2 separate regions of the Mus musculus genome follow, and region 1 is linked to region 2. Evidence: chromatin contacts called from public Hi-C data. All regions are on one chromosome and are shown on one strand. The core of a region is the stretch at or near the end of the contact, and the rest is flanking DNA. Distances in the headings are between cores, read along the strand shown. Region 1 holds the start of Megf11 (multiple EGF-like-domains 11). Region 2 holds the start of Skor1 (SKI family transcriptional corepressor 1).

Evidence for each region. Hi-C and Micro-C count contacts between places; a contact is called where the count stands out from the background.
Region 1: a Hi-C map of embryonic stem cells shows a contact between it and region 2, with 10 times the contacts expected there. The contact joins the promoter of Megf11 here to the promoter of Skor1 in region 2. A contact is called at or near these places in 3 of 39 promoter capture datasets (embryonic stem cells and liver), 5 of 484 Hi-C or Micro-C datasets (all in embryonic stem cells) and 2 of 115 datasets of contacts at active chromatin or transcription factors (embryonic stem cells and pancreatic cancer cells).

Annotation. Positions count from the first base shown.
Region 1 is chr9:64,381,307-64,387,719 of GRCm38.p6, forward strand. Megf11 (multiple EGF-like-domains 11) reads left to right here and starts at 4,320. Exons shown (of 25, transcript NM_001134399.1): 1 at 4,320-4,522.
Region 2 is chr9:63,141,895-63,148,328 of GRCm38.p6, forward strand. It overlaps Skor1 (SKI family transcriptional corepressor 1), which reads right to left and starts at 5,086. Exons shown (of 9, transcript NM_172446.3): 1 at 4,913-5,086; 2 at 2,488-4,684; 3 at 1,406-1,502; 4 at 350-460. The coding sequence starts at 5,019.

The DNA.
Region 1 (6,413 bases), core at 3,070-5,569, 1.2 Mb after region 2:
GCAAATATCTGTGTTTTCTCATGGTGAAAAGGGTCAAACCCGGAGGGGTTAGAACCCGCAGGTTGTGAACCATTGGTTTAGAGTCACTCACTCTGGGCTGCATTCTAGTCTTTCACTTCCTTCTTTCTTTTTCCAAAGAGTTAGTGATTTTTATTTGTTTTGTGTGTATGTGTGCAGGGGCAGAGGGCATGCAATACCACCTGTGTGGAAGGTGACCCAGGGATTGAACTCAGGTTGTCAGGGTTGGCCACAAACACCTTTATCTACTGAGCCATCTCACTGGCCCCTTCAGTGTTTCTTGGTGGGTATGAAAATCAATCATATGATGTGTGTGAGCATTTTGGGTTGTGGTGGGTTGTTAAGTTACTGTTTGGTACGAGTCTGGGATGCATGTGACCTCGTGTGTCCTGTGAGCAGGTGTAACACTGGCTAGTTACCTTATAGTCTGTTCCTTTAATGGCTTCTTCTCTGTACCTCACCAATGGCTAGGACACTAGAGGTCCTGTGGTTCCCTGTAACCCAGGGTGGCTTCCCCAGGTGACTATGTCTCAAGGTTATGTGTGTGAAGTCAGCTCCCAGAGCTGAACACCTTCTTAGGTTCAACCTTTGTCTTTTTGCTGGCCACACCCTGGTCCCCAGCCTGGAGTGCGAGAAGGCACTGTAGCGTTGAGAAAAGACTTCGAACAAGCTGGAGCTCCATTTCAGGTCTGCCACTGGGTTTTGTGGCTTTGAGTAACTTATGCTATTGAAGTCTCCGTTTCCCTTCTTTAAAGGGGGAATGGCAATGTTTGCTGTATAGGATGGTTGTGGCATTATATGTGTATTTTATTAATGTCATAAGCATCTAAAACTTTTTTAAATTACATTTTTATTTAATGGGTGTGTGACTATAGCACTACACACACACACACACACACACACACACACACACACACGTGGAGGCCAAAGCGCAAATTCCAGGAGTTGGTTCTTTCCTTCTACCACGTGGGTCCCAGGGATACAACTTAGGTTGCCAGGAATGGCAGCAAGCACCTTTACCCACTGAGCCATTTCACTGGCTCAACATATTGTAAATATCTTCTTATTCTTGTGATGAGGCCAGGTTTGGTGATGGCTCTGAGGAGGGGAAGACATGGAACTAGAGTCAGGGGAGGTACCAGACATCCTTCTCCAGTGCTCCACACTGTCACAGTCCCTTCCCTCTGAAGAGTTCAACACTCCTCCCCACCCCCGCAAAGTTCTGGCCTTTTCCTTATCCAGCCAGTCCCACGTGTCCCTGAGAGTCCCCAGTGGGCTCCCTCCTGGGGTTTTGGGAGGGTCTTTGTAGGAAAGGTGATCCTAGCAAGGAGACCTAGGGGAGGGAAGGCATGAGGGGCCATCTCAGCTAGGAAGGGGGACAGTACCCCTTTTCTTAGCCCTGGGCACCCCTGTCTCTGGGATTTATTTCCAGGAAGGAGGAGTCATTCCAACTTGGACAGAACAGTTCTGGCTTCTGCCCTCTCACCCTGTTCAGGCAGAAAGGCACATCCTTGTGCCCACAGAGGACAGATAACAGCACAAAGACTTGAGTTGGGGTGTCAGATTCTGGGTCCCTCAATCAGCTCATGGTACCTTTTCCCTCCTTCCTAAGGTATAATATGTGTGTGTGCACATATATATGCATATGTGTGTCTATGTATATATATATATGTACATATATATACATACATACATATATATATATATATATATATATATATATATATATATATATATATAATGATAGAACATACTTCTATGTATCGCTCAGTTGGTAGAGTGCATGCCTCACATGCATGAAGTCCTGGGTTTGATTCCCAGCACTGTGTAAAACCTGGCATAGTGCCATACACCTGGAATCCTAGCACTTGGGAGGTGGAGGCGAAAGATCAGAAGTTCAAGGTCATCCTTAGTTAAGTTCAAGGGCAGCCTGGCACGGCTCATCACCAGCACATTCAGCTGAGTGTAAGCTTTTGGGTGGCGACTGGACTTTGTTTGAGATTCTACCCTTTGGTGAGTAGCATAGTCTTAGATGTTACAGCTTCCCAAATAAACTTGGAGAAGTTGGGCCAGGCCAAGCACTATTGTGCCTCCTGCAAGCAGGCTCTCCTGGCAAGTGAATGATGGATTGTAGGTTCCGGCCGACCCCAAGCTGACTCCTAGAGATGTTTGCTAAAAGTGCTTCTGGCTCTGTTGTGACATGTGTTCTTGGAGGCCTGCCATCTGGGCAGGGAAAGCCCAGCTTTATAGATCCGTGCAGCTTTTTAGAGTATGGCAGAAAACCAGGCACCCACCCCCCTGTCCCTCAGCAGTCCTTAGACACATGATCCCTGCCTGGCAGTATGTGAGTGCAGCCAAGGAACGAGCCGGGCAGGACAGCCTGCTTTGTGCTGCTCTAGAGCACAATGGGTATCCAGAAAGACCCACCCAGCTCCACGAATCCACCAGCCCACTTAGACATTTCTACCACACAGAAAGTCAGAGTGAGAGGCACGGTAAATAAAGGTGGAGCTCAGAATCCAAGAGCCACTGTGCAGAGGAAGCTGTGTAAGCCTAGACTAATTTTAATTAAGCTAATATTAACCGCAGACAGTGGCCAAGTGCCACCAGTCACTGTTCCAGGAAATGGGCTTTGGTTTAATCCTCAGAAGGCTTGTGGTAATGTTAGCATTCCCATTTTACAAACAGGGAAACTGAAGCTAGAGGGACTCAGTGATCTTTCTAATGTCACAGTGAGTGGAGCTGGCTTCCCAGTGTGAGACTCACACCCCCTAGGGCTATGAAGTTGGGAACTTTTTCCAATGTCAGATTTGGTCTCCTCACTGCCAGATGGGGAACTTCATATATCACTAGATGGTTGGTCCTGCAAAGGAGGGGCTAGAGCACTAGAGAAGGCAGGAAGCTCCTGGGGTGCAGAATTTAAGGAGGGACTCACTCTGGCGGGTGAGTGACCCGGGTGTTTGCTAAGTGCTTCACCCGGTTTCAAGCTCTACTTTTATGTTGTGAACAAGAGGCTCTGCCATCTGTTGTCCGTTTAGTTTGACATTCCAAGGTAAGGAACTGCTGGGGAGGTTGGTTTGGAGTTTTGGGACCTGAAACCCCAATGCAGAAAGATCTCATCTGCTCACACCATTCCTGCAGAAGCCTAGCACTTACTGGATGAACCTGGTCTGGTGCTTGCAGAGCAGGGCTGCCTGTTGTGGGCCAATGGGAAGAGGGCTTCTTCTTATTTCTCCAAACCCCACTGGGCTGAAATGGACAGATGACAGGGAGTACACTCCTGGGGAAAGAGCTGGATCCTCAGGCTGCACGGGAGCCTGGGTCGAGTGGCTTGTCCCAAAGCCACAGACAATCTGCCTGTTCTAGTGGCAAAATTCTCCCTCCGGGTGCAGGACACCTTTCCCAAGTGTGGGACCCCACCTCACTTCAAGGGAAGGAAACACCCCACCACCCCCACCTCTGGCAAACAGGGAAGCAGGAGTGAGCCCCTCATATCTTGGAAAGGAGTAGGGGTGACCAGCAGGTGTTCCCACCACCTGGCTAGGACCCACTTACAAGCACACGAGGTGTAGTCTAAAGTGTCACCTGACTGAAGACTTCCAGGTGGCTCTGGGTGCAGTGCCAGGCCTCTGACACCCTATCATTAACATGCACCCTCCTCTGCCCCCCCCCACCCCCCATCTCATCCCCTGTTCGAAGACCTTGAAGTCTACAAGAAGCCCCGCTGGTTTAAGTCCAGCCTTTGGAGTTGACCACAGCAGTCCAGCCTTTGGAGTTGACCACAGCATGGCAAGTTCTTACTCTGGGGCCTGGCTGTCTGCACTTTACCTGGTGCAGCTCAGCTTGTTCTGCACACTGAGTTCTTTGCTTTTCTAGCTTTCCCTGGGTATCTATCTGTACTCAGCTTGTTAAAAGCTCAGTTTGGGGCATATTCCTGGTCCCCTTCCATCCTGGGCTAGCTTCGCCAGCCAGAGCTTCTACAAAGAACAGGTGCAGAGGCCACGCTAATCGGTCGGTCAGAAGGAAAAAAAAAAGGGGGGGGGGAGGGAGAAGGGAGTCGCGAGGGGTTAAAAGGAAGAGATACAGAAAAGAGAGAGCGGGGGAAAAACGGTAAAAGAACGATAACGGGTGGATGCAGAGTAGGGAAGTGAGAAGAGAACAGAGGGAATTAAAGAAGGCAACCGGCAGAGAGAAAGCTAGGAAAAAGAGCGAGGGAATGCGCGCGATCGCAGGGTCTGAAAAGAGGTGGGAGGGAGAGGGAGAGCGGAGGGAGGAGGGAAGAGGGAGGGGCCGAGGGACGCAGGGGGGTGGGGGCTGCCGTGGCAGCAGTCGCAGCGGCTCCAGCCTCCTGCTTGCTCACTCGTTCTCAGTGCCCGGAGCCGGCTGCCCGGCTCGGGGCGGTTCGCAGCTCCCTCTCCTGCCTGGGGACCTGAAGCCGCTCCGGCTCCGGGGTATAGGACCGCGCGACTGGCTGGCCCAAGCCCGGGGCGCGCCACGGAAGCAGGTAGATGGTTGGGTGGGGTCCGCGGGGACCCGGAGCCTCGGAGCACTGTGGGTGCATTGGGTCGGGGTGTGGGTTCCAGTTCAGGGGAGGGGGCTTTGCAGCGTCGCGACTAACTTTCCACCAGCTCCGTGGGTCCTCCGTGGCCAGGTCCCGGCTCTAGAAGGCGAGTTTGGCGAGGGGCAGAAGGTGGATGGCTGGGCTTGCGGGAGCGCCCGGGGGTCTATGCGAGACGTAGAGAGCCTCGGCTGGGCCAGGCGCGCGTCCTCTGGCCGCAGTCAGGACGCAGCGGCCGCCGCGTCTCCACGTGCGGGGGAAGACCCGAGAGTCGCGGTGCGGGTGTCCGGAAGAAGGAACCTGCCAGCTCTGCGCGAATCTGGGGTCTCCCGGCCGAGAGCCATTCTAGATGTGCGGGACCTTCGCCCCGCACCGCGTCCTTCCGACCCGGGTCCCGACGCAGAGCTGCGGGGCCGCGCGCAGGTCCCCGCGGAGCCCAAGCCCAGCCGGTGCCACGCGCAACGTGGACTCACTCTCTTTTTTTCCTCCTGATCCTGTCTACCCACTTTCACTGAGGGAATCCCGGACGCCCTGCAGTCCTGCGGGTCGCCCCTGGCTACATACCTCCGACCCTCGGCGGAGACCCCAACACCCAAAGTTAAAAGAGAAGCGAGTCCCTCTTCCTGCGCTCGTGGGCGGCTGTCCCGAACTTCCTAACTTCTCTCCCAAACGCGGGCGGTAGTGTTGTAGCTGGGCACACAGTGGTCCTGGTGGCAGCCCTGCGCAGGCACCTTCCCCTAAGACTTGATTTAGTCTTTTAATTTTTAGGAGGAAAAAAAAAAGACTTGAAAAATAGGTAAAACCGTTCCTTCCCGGGACCAAGGTTGCGAGTGGGACGGAGTCACGATCGGTCTGTAGTCTGGGAGCTCTGGGTCTCCGCCTGGCGGGCCCCAGAGCCCTCGAACCCCAGATGCTTTTTCCTGGAACTGCCTCCCACGCTCCATCCCACTGTCGTCGCGTCTCAGAATCCGTCCCCGTGAGTGCCTGCTGCGAGGCCAGCCGGCCTCTTTCCGGGCTGGTGATGCTCTCGAGAAAAACCGGTCCAAGTGACTGGGATCAGATTCTCCCACGCCTGGTCCCTCCGGGAGCCTATACAGCAGGGCCTCCCGCAGGTTGGAGGATGCTTACCAGGAGGTTAGGGCTCCCCGCCTTCCCAGCTCTCTGTGGCAAGGATACTTGTGCCCAGCGCATCTGCGCCCATCACTGTCCTGGGGGAAACTGGGGTTAATGTCCTGACCAGGTGGTGGCGCGCGGCAGGCTGCCGGGACCGTCCCGAGCCTGCCCCGATAGTGTTTTGGCTCCGGGAGTCCAGTGGCTGGATTCGCCGACCCTCATCTCTTTCCAGCGTTCGGTCTTTGTTGGACTGCAAGCCGAAAAGATCTTTTGTGAGGCTTAGCGGAGGTTTAGAAGTAGCAAAAAAGCTGGAGTTCTTTGCAGAGAGGATCATCTACGGGCCATCGCCCCCTCCCTGAAGGTTGGGTTCAGTGTCCCAGAGCATTGACATTAACGCCCAGCCTAGGATGTGAAGCTTAACCTGTTTCTTTGGCGGCTTTTCCTGCGGTGTGCACCAAGCACCGGGCTCTTGCTGTTGCTCACACATTGTTTAAGCCCCTAGAAAATTGAAGCCTGTAACTGCAGTCCTTCCCTTTCCTCCCATTCTGCAGATCAGCCTACTGAAGCCCAAAGAAGTGAAGGGACTCCCTTAGAGCTGACTAAGGGAAGTCTTCCTGCCTAAGGGCTGGGCACCTTTCCTGATTTCCCCCGTTGATTTCCACTTTCTTAGTGTTAGGCCATTGAATGATGAAAAGGCTGGAGGGCCAGGAGGTTGGAAGGTTAG
Region 2 (6,434 bases), core at 3,836-6,335:
CGCGTGGCTTTCCCACCTCCCCACCTTCCAAGACAGTAATTTTGGGAGAAGGCAAGTGAGTTCAGGAGGCTGAACCCTGGCAGGAGGCGCCCTTCGATCTATTCTAGGTGAATGAGGTGGTTCTCCCCTTTCCTTTTAGTACCCACCTCCTGTACTCAGAAGACCCTCAATGCCAACAGAGAGGAAACAAGTCCGGAAACCCGGCCTGCCCCTCCCCCACAACGTTAACTATCTGCTCAGTGGCATCGTTTGTTCGTGATTAAAACCTTCCTCCAAGCCTGTGGTGACCCGGATGCGCTGGATCCTCAGCTCAAGGCTACCGGTGAGAGCCAGGACTGCCGGGGCTCACCTCGATCTGTATTTGCAGGGCTTGGCTGGGAGACACTCCTTTGGTCTGAAAAGGATTTTCTGGTTTCCAAGTCGTCGGCTGTCGTCGAGTGATTGTCTTCCTTATCCGGCTCTAAAAGGCAGACCGAGTTTCAAGGAGAGGCAAAGAAACCGTGACCCGGATACTGCAGAGCGGCCTCGGTTGGGGCGCCCAAGCCCTAATTAAAAACGTCGTGGCCGCCTCTGGTTCCCGGCTGTGCGCCCAGGCGCGCGCCCTGAGGCTTTGGGCCGGGTACCCCCTCCCCTGCACAAGGTCTGCTCCGTTCCGGGCTACACGTCCCCGCCCCAGCCCCTGGCCCCCAGGAAAAGATCAAGACAAGCAGCTGAGCCCACCAGGGACAAGCGACCTACATTGCGTGCGCAGATACTGGGGCACCGGGAGAGCGCGTGGCCGCCGGGTTTGTCCGCGCCACTCCAGCAGAGATCGTAACCCAAGTGACAACCTTCCGGGCATTGGTGTTGTAGGACACTGTCCCGCACCCGGCTGCACAGGCCGGCTTAGATTTCTGTTGCCCACCCCTCACCTCCGCTCTTTCCCAGCTAACAACAGGATCCCAAATGCAAATGCAGGGGTGATTCTTGATTGGGGCCGCAGCCTTTTGGGATACCCTAGAGCGCAGCCACTAGCCCTCACCCTGTGCCCGGATCAGGCCCGGCCACCCCCTTAAGGCCACCAGCCTAAGGCTAAGCACGTTTCTGGATAAATGAAATGGTGTAAAAGAGATGTCAGGCAGGCGTAGGTTTTTGGAAAGGTTTAAATCTCCGATGAGGTGTACTGGAGATTGTGCGTGTGTGAGTGAAAGGGGATGGGTTGGGATTATTTTTAAGTAGCCAAACCCTGAGATTTGGAGTTTACACTTAGTTTTCTTTTTCTTCTATTGTTTTTCTTCCCCTTTCTCTATCACCCCTTTTCTCTCCGTCTCTTTCCGCCCCTCCCTTCCTTGAAAGGCCTGCCTTGGCTCTGGGTTCTCTCTGTACTTCCTGCATTAAAAGGGCCAGAGACCTCAGGAGGCATTACCGTGGGTCTCTGGGGTGCAGAGGTAAGAGGCCGCGGGCCCCAGCGCCGCCGCCACCGCCGTACTCTTCACGTGTTCGTCCCTTTCAGGCGCATACACCTGCGACGGCCGAAAATGACAGGCGATTAGGCGGGACACCCTTGCCCAGCGGGCCAACAGGAAGGACGAGAGTGTGGCAGAGGTTGGTGGGCCCTGGAGACCTGAACGCAGTGATGACGTACCGTAGTGGATTTGGGATAATCTTTGGTACTCCGGAACAAATTACTTAAAACACAAAGCCGCTTTCAAGCCAGCGGCTGTCCAAAGCCACCCCCACGTTCTATGCTCACTTCCTGAGAGCTACCTTTCCTCTCTGTGTCGTTGCCAGCCTAAAGGATGGCTTTCTCGCGCGGGCAATGGTTTCTGCTTTAATAAACCCAGCGTAAATGGACAAGTATGCGCATCTACTTTCAAAACAGCCAATCCTTCGCTCTGGCCACACACGACTTGCCCTCCTGCCGCGTCCCTGACAACCAAAGAGCCCGCAAGCTTAGGTTTTCCAGCCCAGAGCTGTGTAGTTTCTTAGGCCAGAGTTGGAAAAGACTCAGAAAACTGCTAGTTAGTACATCTAGAGATTCTTCTTGGCAAGAGGCTGCCCTCTTCTCTCGCTACTATGGTGTTCCTCGGGTGTCATCCTTACGCGTGCAGGCACACACGTTGGGCCTGGCCTCCAGGGCTTCTTTCTCTGGTCCTCAGGCCCTTTCTTTCTACCTCTTTCTTCCTCCAGACCCTTTGTCTCTCTTTCTGGGTGCCTAACTGTCTCTGCAACTCTCCTCACCTCCCGCATCAACAAATCCAAAATCGCACTCGCTGTTTCTCAGGCCAGTCCCCCGGATTTTCCGAATCCCTCAGCCCTGCGTCCCTCCCAGCGAGCCCAATGCCACAGCGCGCCCCCGGCTGGGGCTGCGAAGAGCAGCTGGGACCTGCTGCTCGTCCGCCACAACAGAACAGAATCCCAGTTCCCACACCTGGCCCGCAGCGGCTGTGTACGAGGGCAGAATGGCGTAAGGGAGGAGGCGCCACCGGCGAGGTGCACCAGGCTCACCTTGGCCGCCCCGGGGCCTCCCAGGGGCCCGCAAGGCTCTCGCAGCTCATAGCCGCCGCTTGGTGGACTCCGCTCAGTTCTCCGCACCACATCATCGGCCACCAGGTCCCCGAATGCGGATCTGATAGCGGGCGGTGGCCCAAGGCGGCGGCGAGGGCGAGGACTATCGCCATCCGCAGAGTCTGTGGGGCCGTCGGCGCCTGAGGATGTAACAGATGGGGGCCCAGCAGGCTGGTCGCCGTCTGGGCCACCTCCCGTGCTGGGTGCCCTGGGCTCGGTGTCGTCCTGGGCTCCCTCCTCGTCGGGGAAGCGGTTGGACTCTACGTCCACCTCCGGTTCGTCCGCGGTGTCCACGTCGGGCGAGGCAGAATGATAGCTGGAGCTGCCCTCGCTCAGAAAGTCCGGGCTCACGTAGCCCCCTCCGGTCCCGGTGCCGGGCACTGGCCCGCGAGCAGGTCCGGAGCCATAGGCCTCGCGCGCGCTGCCGTAGAGCTTAGCGATGCTCTCTGCATCCTTAACTACGGGTCGGAAGGCTGACACGTAGGAGCTTTTGCGAGCAGGTGGCGGTGGCGGAGGGGGCAGGGGACCCAGAGACGGTGGCAGCGCCTCGTCCGCACCGTCCTCGTCCAGGGGCCCGCGGGATAGAGCGCTCGGGCAGCGCTCCTCCGTACCGAGGCTGCCCTCTTTAGCTGGCTCGGCACCGTCCAAAGACTCAGGACCGCCCCCGCCAGCCGCCGCCGCCGCTGCAGCAGCAGCCGCAGCCACCGCGGCCGCTACGGCCTTAGCTTGGCTCTGAGCGGCCGGGTAAGGAGGCACCGGGAGGCTCCCGGCTGCTGGCCAGAACATGGGAAACGTCGGGTATACAGTGGCGGCGGCAGCTGCGGCAGCTACCGCCGCTGCGTCCTTGGCTGCGCCGGAAGGTTGATGTCCCCAGAACATTGTGCCGCCACCAGGGCCGGGCCCTGCTCCTGGGGGCAAGTGGCCAGCTCCCGGGCCACCCGCACCCGCGGCGGTGCCAGCGCCCCCACTGCTCCCGGTGCCAGGGCCTCCCTTGGGTTCTCCGGCGACCAACACTGGGTCGTCCTTTTTGGGACATAGGCCGAATGCTGTGGGGAAACCGTAAGGATGCGGGAAAAGAGGCGGGGGCAGCTTTTGCAAGAGGCCAAAACCTTTGCTGGGCACTGGAATCACCGGGTAGCTGCGAACCCCTGCGCTGCCCCCAGGTCCTCCAGGTCCTGCAGGGCCACTAGCTGCCGCCGCCAGGCCAAGTGCGCGCTGCGGATGCGGTGGAGGTGGCCCGGGAGGCCCAGCCGCCTCGTCTTCACCGCAGCGCAGACTTTTGTGGGGCGGTGGGCCTGGGGCCATCTCTGAGCCGCACCCTGGACCGCCACCGCCACCAGCGCCGCCCTTCCCTGCACCACCAGACCCGCTATTAGCGCCGCCTCCGCCGCCCCCTTGCAGGGAGAAGGTCCGCTTGCGCGTACCGCCATTAAACATAGCCTTGACGTCCTCCCAAGCGTGGCTCAGTTCGTCGGTGGCCGACTTGTCACTGAGTTTGAGGTGCCGACGCCACGAGTTAAAGTTGGCGGCGTCGGGCTGAGTGTACTTGGCGTCGGGTGTGCGGTGCGAATGGAAGATGAACTTGTTGGGAGAGAAATACATACTGCAGTAGCCGCACTTGATGCACTTAGCACGAGAGCTGTTGTAACGGGCAGGGATGAAGCTGCCCCGAGAGCCCCATGCGCACTCGTGCACCACGTCAAAGGCGAAGTTCTCAGGCAGTTTGGGGGGCTTGTGCTCGCCCAGGAACGACTTGCACAGGCGTTCGGCCTCTCGTTTTGTGATCATACCACAGCGGCGAGAGGAGATGGGCATGGCCCCGGCCCGACGCAGTATCTCCAGCTGCACCGGCGTGCATTGCACGCATGTGATGCCCAGGGCCACGCGGCGGTTGTGGATCTCATTGTAGCTGTAGTTTTTGAGCAGGGTGTTGGAGATCTGGGCTAGGCACAGGCGCTCCTGCCCATCAATGACCAGCGACACGATGGGTACCCCGTACAGCGACGTCTCGCCCACCTGGTTGGGTTTAAGGGCGCTGGATCCCGAGTAGGGCTGCAGCTCTTGCTTGGAGTTGGGAGAGGAGCTGCCCTCGCGTCCCGGCCCCAGCTGAGTGGTGAGAGCCTCCATGCCGCCGCTCCTGCGAAACAGAGAGAGCAGAGAGCAGATGAGCCATTTTTTTAGCGCCGCTACCTAGGTTCAGGCCCGCCCAGCGGGGCGCAACGTGTGGGGTGCGAGGGGGTTACTTGGCAGTGGGGAGCTCAAGCTCATTCGTCCCACGGACTGGCCCCTTTTGTTATTCAGACCAGCTTCTGAGCTGAAACAAAAGCACCCGGGGGGCTAAGGGAGGAAAAGGGAAAATCGAAACCTCAGGAAAGCCCCGGCTGCCAGGAAACCAATCCTGTTTTCAGATTGGAAAGGAAGTGGGACCCAGAGACGGAGAGTGACTTGCCCAAGGCCACACAGCAATGCCATAGCCAAATCCAGGCTTTCCAGCCGGCACTCAGGTTTGCGTGCCTTCAGCTACCTCACAGCTCGCCCTGCCCGCCAGGGTCCTGAAGCCCGGACTTCAGGGACCAGCGGCCCCTCTGCTCAGTCGCGCATGCACGCGTGCGGGCGGGGGCAGTGAAGGGAGAGGTGGGGAGGCGAAGGAGGGGCACTCACTGCCCATCACAAACTGCAGGATGTAGGGGTGGGGGCAGGGAGAAGGGGGAGGGATGGAGGTTGAAGGAGGAGGATAGAAGGAAGAGGAGGAGGCCACTGCTGTTCGCGGTGCTGAACCCTACCCTTTCCAAAGCTTGTCGCGTGCACCACGACCTCGGGTGGCCCCCAATGCACCTATCTTCGTGGTGACCGGCTTCCAGGGACAACAGTACCGGTTTGCACAAACCTGTACTTCTCTTCTGACTCCTTGAGCCCGGTGTTCCTTGAGCAGAAAGAGTCCAGCTGGGTTTACAAAACGCTTTCTTGCCAGCCATCAGTTAGGCCGGGATCACGCAGTCTCTAACCACATTTTCTGCATTTTTTAGCTGCATTCCAGACTAAAGCCGGCTCCCCTCTTGTCAGCGCTTGGGACAGAGAGGTTCTCACAGGCGTTTCTCTGGAGTCACTTTTTAGCTTTGGAAACATGCCCCTGAGCTTTCTGTCCTCTTCCACACAGCTTTTCTTACTCAGACCCAACACAGGCTCCCCAGGCTCTGGGCTGCTCCTTTTGTGGGGGTGACTCCTCTTTGAGTATCCTTCATGCCCCGACATCAGCTCAGATGGGCTAGAAGGAATCTTGGCCACTCTTGGAAGCCACTGTAAAACTCCAAGCACTAAAAAGTTGCTGCTGGTCCCTCGCTTTGATCTCTGGAGAAGGCAGAGAGGAAGCTGTATCCACAGTCTAGCCTGGTGGAGGACCCAGGAATTGATGTTTAGGGCCTTCTAGGTCGCCCAGTCACCTCACGTGTCTTCAGACACTCAGGGCTCCATGGACCCAATGCTGGGCGGCAGGCGCTCTTGCCGCCAATCTAGTCCCTAGGACTCCCTCCTCCGAACTTGGCTGGAAAAGCAAATCCATTTCAGAGGGGTAGCTTCACTCTAACAGGGATCCGAATTCCAAAGCTAAGAACCTGGCATCTTTGGTCTGCAGGTATCTTTCCCTCCCTCTGTTTGCTTAGATACTTATTTGTCGATCTTATCTGTCCCTGAGCTGTCTGTCGCTGCCAGCTCACCGCTCTTTCTCCCATCTATCTTGTATCTTGTTCAAGTATCAACCTATTTATTATCTGTTTCATCTCTTCCAGTCAAACTGAGGCAAGTTGATCCTCCCTTGTCACTGAAATCCCCAGTAACATTTTAGGAGGCAAGCAAACTACTGTGCTAACTCCCTGGCTGAGGGGTCAACA